2 separate regions of the Zea mays genome follow, and region 2 is linked to region 1. Evidence: chromatin contacts called from public Hi-C data. All regions are on one chromosome and are shown on one strand. The core of a region is the stretch at or near the end of the contact, and the rest is flanking DNA. Distances in the headings are between cores, read along the strand shown.

What was found. A called contact is a pair of places that touch in the nucleus more often than the background predicts.
Region 2: a contact with region 1 is called in a Hi-C map of leaf, with 7 times the contacts expected there. The contact joins the promoter of LOC100285453 here to the enhancer-like site in region 1. A contact is called at or near these places in 2 of 25 Hi-C or Micro-C datasets (endosperm and leaf).

The regions. Positions count from the first base shown.
Region 1 is chr8:41,614,744-41,618,429 of Zm-B73-REFERENCE-NAM-5.0, forward strand. No RefSeq gene overlaps it. Among protein-coding and RNA genes, the nearest start is that of LOC103635116, 140 kb to the left of the region's middle. Within about 2 kb of position 1,583, at least 17 of the 20 cell types and tissues checked have an H3K27ac peak or open chromatin away from gene starts, as enhancers often do. A contact at or near this core is called in leaf, where this site is marked.
Region 2 is chr8:41,936,670-41,940,355 of Zm-B73-REFERENCE-NAM-5.0, forward strand. It overlaps LOC100285453 (GATA transcription factor 22), which reads right to left and starts at 1,631. Exons shown (of 3, transcript NM_001158346.1): 1 at 1,478-1,631; 2 at 1,286-1,384; 3 at 1-359. The coding sequence starts at 1,540. The coding sequence ends at 102.

The DNA of each region.
Region 1 (3,686 bases), core at 333-2,832:
TTCATTGGAACCGAATCTCGGGAAACAAATCGGCGTGTCCATTTGTGTTGATCTTCACCACTTGATTTGTTTCTTCCCTCTCCTCTCTCTCTAAAGTTGTCTTGCTCACATTGTTTTGAGTTGGCTTCCAAAGTTATCTGCATTGATTGAGCAACTCATAGCAAGGAGAACTATCTTCCACACTCCGAATTCACTACTATTTATTTCTAACCCTAACACTGGGTGAATGTGTGTTCAAAGTTTATAATTTTCAGATTTCGCCTATTCACCCCCCCTCTAGGCGACTTTCACATAGGAATCCCTCGTCCGAACTGTCATCACATCAATTCGATCCGAGAACCACCCTATACTCTTGCAGCGATGCCTCCCCGCTTGCCCCTTGCGGGTAAGGTAATCTCTCCCTAGCTTTGCTAATTACTTGGCCAAGGGCGTCCGATTCCACCCTTGTGGTAGCACTGTTTTCTCGGGTGGTTCTCCATGTTCCAATTAACATGATGATCTTATCATGAAAAATAATTAAAACAACAACATAATTGGAACATGATCATAATAAAACATTAGTTTCCCAAAACCAGGTATATCAATAGCAAATCAACCCAATATTTCATCTGTTTGCAAGGTGGGGGAGAAACAATGCTAGGAAAACCTATTAGGTCCCATCAAATTAACCTGAGCATGTCACAGTGATTAACAGGAACATTATTAGGTAAAGAAGAATGATCAAGGGCATAACTTGCCTTAGACTCGAGATTCCCAGGTACTTCCCGAACTTGGTCTCCAAGTGACTTGTAACCTCGCTGCTACTCGCGACAATACAAACAAACATGGTATAGGAGAATTTAACATCACACCAAACATCAGAACAAAATGCATGATAATATTCTACGCATCATAACGAGATCGTAGGTTCGAGAACCACTAAATTCAGAGTTACGGTTAAAAAGATATGGATTTTGGAAGACCTATGTGATTTAAACATTAAAAGTAGGTTCTATGTTGATGTTAATATAAATCATGTGAAACCGATAAAGAAATGTCTAGTTAACTTTAATAATAATTATAACTTAATTACATATAGTCACATTATAATTATGGATTGAATTAAAATAGTATATCAATTTAGATTAGAAAAGTATACATAGGTTTTAAACAAATATCTAATTACAAAAGTATGTGATACAATACAAATAATGTTGCTACTGCGTAGGTAATTTTATTACGAAGATGACACAATTTGAACGGTCTAAATCAGAGTTAAAATGAGAACTCTATGAGATAAACAAGTTTGAGGTGTTTTTATTATTGATTTTGAGGCCAAAAATTGCTGCCAGGGTTTCTTTTGAAAAGTCTAAGGACTGGTTTGTATTTTTCAAAAGTTAATTGAGGGGATTGGGTGCAAAAACTGGACGGCGGGTTGTTTCTGCTATAGTCAGGGGTTTCTTATGCAAATATGACACGACAAAGGGGTATCGAGGCGCCAGAGCCGTCCGATCACGATCCCAAGGACTATATTATATCTTGAGATATACCGAACCGGTACGCACTATCTGTCGTCGGATCTGGATCTCACGGCCCCGATTCAATTAAGCAGGAATCCAGTCCCCACCCGTTGATTCGCTCATCTACGGTAACAGATCCGAGGTTGAACCGGTATGCAATAGGAACCGCACAAACCAAGATCCATGGCCAACACTCGCCCACGCCGATGACGCACTCTTCTCCACCCGATCTCGATTCGATGGACCAATCAAATACGCGAAAGGGTAAACACTCATCTATCGCTGGACGTCGATCAAAGGATCAACGGAGGACGCGTTATCTCCTACCTCCAACGTCTGGACACCACTGAGGTCGAAAACCATGGCGGTGCCGACACTGCGCTCGGCCCACCAGTGATCTAGGGCCCTAATCCGACTGCTGCTGCCAGGAATAGGGACGAAGATGAAAGCAAATAGGATAGAGGGTGGTTTATCGCTAGCAGAGGTGAAAGCGAGGCCGTCCGACGACACCGTGTAGCTTCGGTTCCATCGGCGGCGGCTCCCTGTTCTTGCTTTCTCTGCCATCCTCTTGGCTCCACCCTTCACAACTCCTCTGCCTCCAGCAAAAGCAATGGCTACAGGGCGCGATTTCTCGGGTATATAAACACCGGTTCGTTAGGATTCCTAGCCGAGAATCCCGCATCCCAGGCGAGCACGCGGCATGCTCGGTTGAAGACCGGAGGGGATGATAGAGCTGACGTTCTGGTCCCACATGTCAGCTAATCCATGGTTGTACGCAGAAACACGGAAAGTGTGGCTGACACCCAGGGTCCACAAAACGGCGTGTGGTTCAGCCAGGCCGGCAGTGCGAGGAATCCTTGACCGATTCTAAAGAAAGTGGGCCGACTGATTGCATTGAAGTGGTGGACCGAGCTGATCCGAAATTAGACTTTCTCCCTTTTCCGTTTTGCTTATTCTTTTTCTATTTCCAGCTTCTAGTTATATATTTCCAATTCATTTTCTATTTTTCATTTGAATTCTATTTGGAAATTTCTATAATCACACAGGATTCAAATTTAGGATTTGTACCCAAATGCCATAGCAAATAATCCAGCATGTTATGCAAGCATGATTTTATTTATATTTATTTATTGTTTTATTTATGCAAATACTTCAAATATACAACGCACACACTTAAAAGAAAAGTTATATTTGCAAGTGTAGTCATTTAAATAGTTATCCATAATTCCAGTACATTTTTTTGTTTAGTTTAGGAAAAGTTAATTTTATAATCTTTATCATAAATGATTTTGATTTATATACATATATATATATATATTTAAAGAGTGCGTTAATTATATAGCTATAAAGGGAAAGCTAAATATATTAAAAGCCTTTCTTCTATTTGTTGTGCTAATTTTTAGGTTTAGGTATTGGGTCTAAGTTTTGAATACCAATCTCCTATTGTTATTAATCATTCCCATTAGAGAGATATACTTTACAAAGGAATGAAATCATTATTAGAAGTCATTTTTTATCTCAAATTCATAGGAGAATTCACTAAATTACCAAAATGTGATTTTGGGTGTTACATTAAATCACCAAAACCCTTAGTTAGGGTTGATTGCACTTACAACATTTAATCACCAAAACAAAATAGAAATGGCCCAAGGGCACATTTCCCTTTCAATCTTCCCCTTTTTGGTGATTCATACGAACACATCAAAAGCAACACAAAATGGACTAACATATCCAAATGCGAGCTAAAAAGTGCAAATTGATGTCAAATTGAAGACCAATAAAATCATCATAGGATTTGGCATATTTGGATCATTTTTGCCACCACTTGGTTTGTTTTCGCAAAACAAATTCATTTTCCTATCTCTATGTCAAAAACACTTTGCTTTGGCAAATCAAAATAACTTTCAAGACTAGTTTTGATCAAAAGCGAGAAACTTCCCATTTTCCCATAATCAAATTTCTCCCCCACAAGAGAGCAGTTTTTGCAATAAGAGGGTATTGATCAAAAACCAAGTATACTTACACTAAAATTTTGAAATTTTCAAACAAATTCATTTTCCTATCTCTATGTCAAAAACACTTTCCTTTGGCACATCAAAATAACTTTCAAGATTAGTTTTGATCAAAAGCCAGAAACTTTCCCTTTTCCCATAATCAAATTTCTCCCCCACAAGAGAGTAGTTTTTG
Region 2 (3,686 bases), core at 381-2,880, 320 kb after region 1:
CAAGATCACACAACCCTGAGATAGGCCTGCAATCGTTCGGCAGTCACTGTGCAGGGGGTACGTTGTATGTACACTGCTGATCTGGCGTTGGAGGAGGGTCCTTATCCATGAAGCAACGTGGATGTGGGCGAAGAAGATAGGGTCATCAGCAGCAGAGCAGCCTCCTCCACTCCCATTAGCAGCCTCCGTTTCTGCACCACCTGCAAGTTGCTGCTCCCGCTGCTGCTGTTGCTAGAGCTGTCTTTTGCTTCATCCGTCTTCGCCTCGCCATTATTTTGTTGTTGCTGCAGCTTGCGGTCTAGGCCAAGCTCTTGCCTCCTCTTTTTTCGGTACCGGATCCCACAGGCGTTGCAAAGTGACTGCCAGCAGAATTGAAACGAGTTAAGGGAGAGAAAAAAAAGTGACTGCATTCGATTTGTTTTAAGGGTATAGACTGAATGTAATCATCTGTTTTCAGCTAGGGGAATCAAAGTGGATAAAGTATCTTTTTTTTTCTCCCAGCACATCATTGGCTCGGTTTTTAGCACTGTTGGGAGGAACAGCTCACCTAACTACCAACTTGCAGTCCAATTGGATAGAGAGAAATATCAACAAGTCAAGAAGTATTAGTATGAATATAAAAGCAATATTTCCATGAAAAACTAATAGAGCAGTTTCATTTATCTCAAATGCAAATAGCTCCTCCATCGTCAAATCCACTTTCAAGCATTTGGCCGGTAAGAGCAAAAGAAGACTTCGCTGAATAGACCCTCAAACAGCGTGCTTGTCTCGGAGTGACAGCTCACGTTGATGGTACCGCGTCAGCATGTTGCCTATGGAATTAAAATTAAAAAAACACAAAAACTAGAAGACCTTGGGCGCACAGGCTAGATTTGGTGGAATGTGGCTGGATCGTTCTTAGCTAGCTGTCTCCGATTAGAACACACTGCACCAATTGGACTTGGTCTTTGGTGCCTCCATTTCATCCTACTGCTTTCCTCGACCGAATTTGAATCCAACATTCACTATATACGAGGTCGGTAGTAAATTAATAAGGTTATTATGAATAGATAGATGATCACACATATCCTATCCTATATACTCCAATACAACCAGGAAAAACGAGTAGTAAGTATACGCAGGACGACTATTGGAGTCGTGTGTATACATAGCTAAGTTGATCAAGATCAGCAACCAAACCAGCGACCAGGAATCCCCAATCTGGTGCGGACGAACGCTATACGCACGGAGCTGCTAGCCTGGCTAACAAGAGGAGAGGAGGGAGGGCGATCATGAGCTAGCTTACCCTGGGCCCGGTCGGGCCGCTGCGCCACATGGGCGTGGTGGTGGCGCGGCATTCGACGCAGCTCCTGGTGGCTTTCTCCGCCGCCACGATCCCGTCGATCTGCAACGGCGGGTCGCAGGAAGCAGACCGGGATGACAGAGCTCGGAGCAAAGGAGAGGAAGAGAGAGCGGAGACGAGAGCCGATGGATGTACCTTACAGCGATCGGCGGAGCCCATCGGCGTCGGCGCCGGCGCGCGGCCCGCAGCAGACGACATCCCCGATCCGTGGCCGGGGTTGGCGACAGGATTGCGCGCTTGGAGAAATTTAGTTTCGGCCCGTGTGCGTTGTTTCTTAGATAGTAGAAGCGTGCAGTAGAGAGTAGAGGGTAGTTGCGGGGAAGGGAAGGGAAGGGGGATGTGTGTGTGGTAGAGTACTAGAGTCTGAGAGTTCTGATGCGGTGATGCCTACGCATGTATCACGTAGACGAAGAGGTGACGTGTCCTTTGCGGCCGCCCTGGAAAAGATTCTTTCTTTTCTGTTTTTGTATCGCTGGGTTTGATTGAAGCATGACTGAAATCTGAAAGGGACCTCAAAACTACTCCATTTAATCAGATTATTTTCAACTATATACTTAAAGAAAGGACATAATTTAGCTAATAATATTATAACGACGTCTTGTAGTTTAGGATAAAAAAATAGCTAATAGCTCACGTACCATTAGTCAGGCCGTTCGATTTTGTTTGTTTTAAGCGTCGAGATTTGATCAGAGCACTGTTCATGTTAAAGTTTATCTCATCTATTTATGCCCTGCGTATTCCTTCGTGAGGGAAGAAGCCGGACGCTTATGGTTTCATTATCTAAAAAAATAATATACTAATGTGTTGCTGTCATAGACATCTCACTTTCATATGCATTCAGTGAGCGAAACAGAGAGTACCCTTTTAATCTTGAAAAGTTATGCCACTATTAGTTAGCCAAGTTCAGTTTGATCTCAAAATTCTCTGTACAAATAAATAATAATAAAACACCCAACTATATATACATAAGGGATCCGCCTTCATTGAGCTTTTAAAATTAGAGTTGTGCAACCGTAGAAAATCCAACCGTAGGAAAAATGAGGCCGCAACGAAGAATCGTTGTGTGGGGGGAATATTCTAGTGTTTTTTTATGGGTATCTGACCTTTTTAGCATCTATTTGAGTGGTGATTTTTTTAAAAGTAAGGCTATCGGTTGTTGTTTTATTAGAAGAAGATAAAGATAATGTTTCAGGGATAAGGTACCTAAAACTTTTAAGATATTGTTTGGTTCACGCATTTGTAAATATAAAAAGGAATTGATAATATTAAATCATATTTGTTTAAGTTCAACCGTAGTTAGATCCCACATTAGAAACTAATACCGATCTATTCAAACTTATTACCGCAGGTAATCGAGCGTGAATTATTATTGTTGTCATTTATGTTACTTTTGGTGAACCAAGCAGCACAACGTGCTAACAGTTGAGGTAAATAGCTAAACGCGTCAATGCTAAACTTCTTTAGGCTAAAAAGGGAAAACTCCACATTTACTGATATGACCACTTGTGTTATTTTGTTTTGTTTTAGAATCCACACTTACCTGGAGACATGGTTGAAACGCGATACGGCCATCTATGACGTGTTTCGCTTAAATAACAATAACATAAAACTTAGGCTTGAAGAAGCCTGACGTCACGGCTTACTGGCCAGCACAGAGGCTTGGGGCTTACGCTATCACGGCCTTAGTAGTAGACTAGTAGTTCTCATAGTCTAAAGTCTACATAGACGATGTCGAGCTCATTTTAAAACAAAACGATACTAATTAATATGTTTTTTTATCAGCATGATGTTACTCTTTTAGTCAACTTCCAGCAGTACTCTGTTATTTTTATAACAACGCAGCGGTACTCTGTTCTGTTCTGTTCTGTTCATTTGGTCGATGGAAACCACTGGAGCCTGCTTGAGCATGCATGAGTAGTATAGTATCTCTTCCATCCACAAGGACATATGCTGTTTGTTTTTTCCAGCACATATTCTTCTTTGCTATAAAATCTGCACAACAGTGTCTTCATGGCGAACACAAACCCACCAGGGGAGAAAAGGGCAACGCGCGCGGACACATCCATCCACACACACAGGCTGCCGCCCCAAACGAGGCTTGAGCAGGAGCCCTCGGCCAAGAGATCTGATACGGCAGCCGAATCCAGAGGATAAGAGGATAGACCATCATCATCATCATCCATTTTAGGCCTTGTTCGGTTATTCCTACAGTATATGGATTGGATGGGATTGGAAAAAATTTAGAACAACTTTGACTTGCTTGGGATTTAAACCCACCCAATCCCACTCAATCCACATGGATTGAGAGCTAACCGAACAAGCCCTTAGACGGGGGGAAACAAAG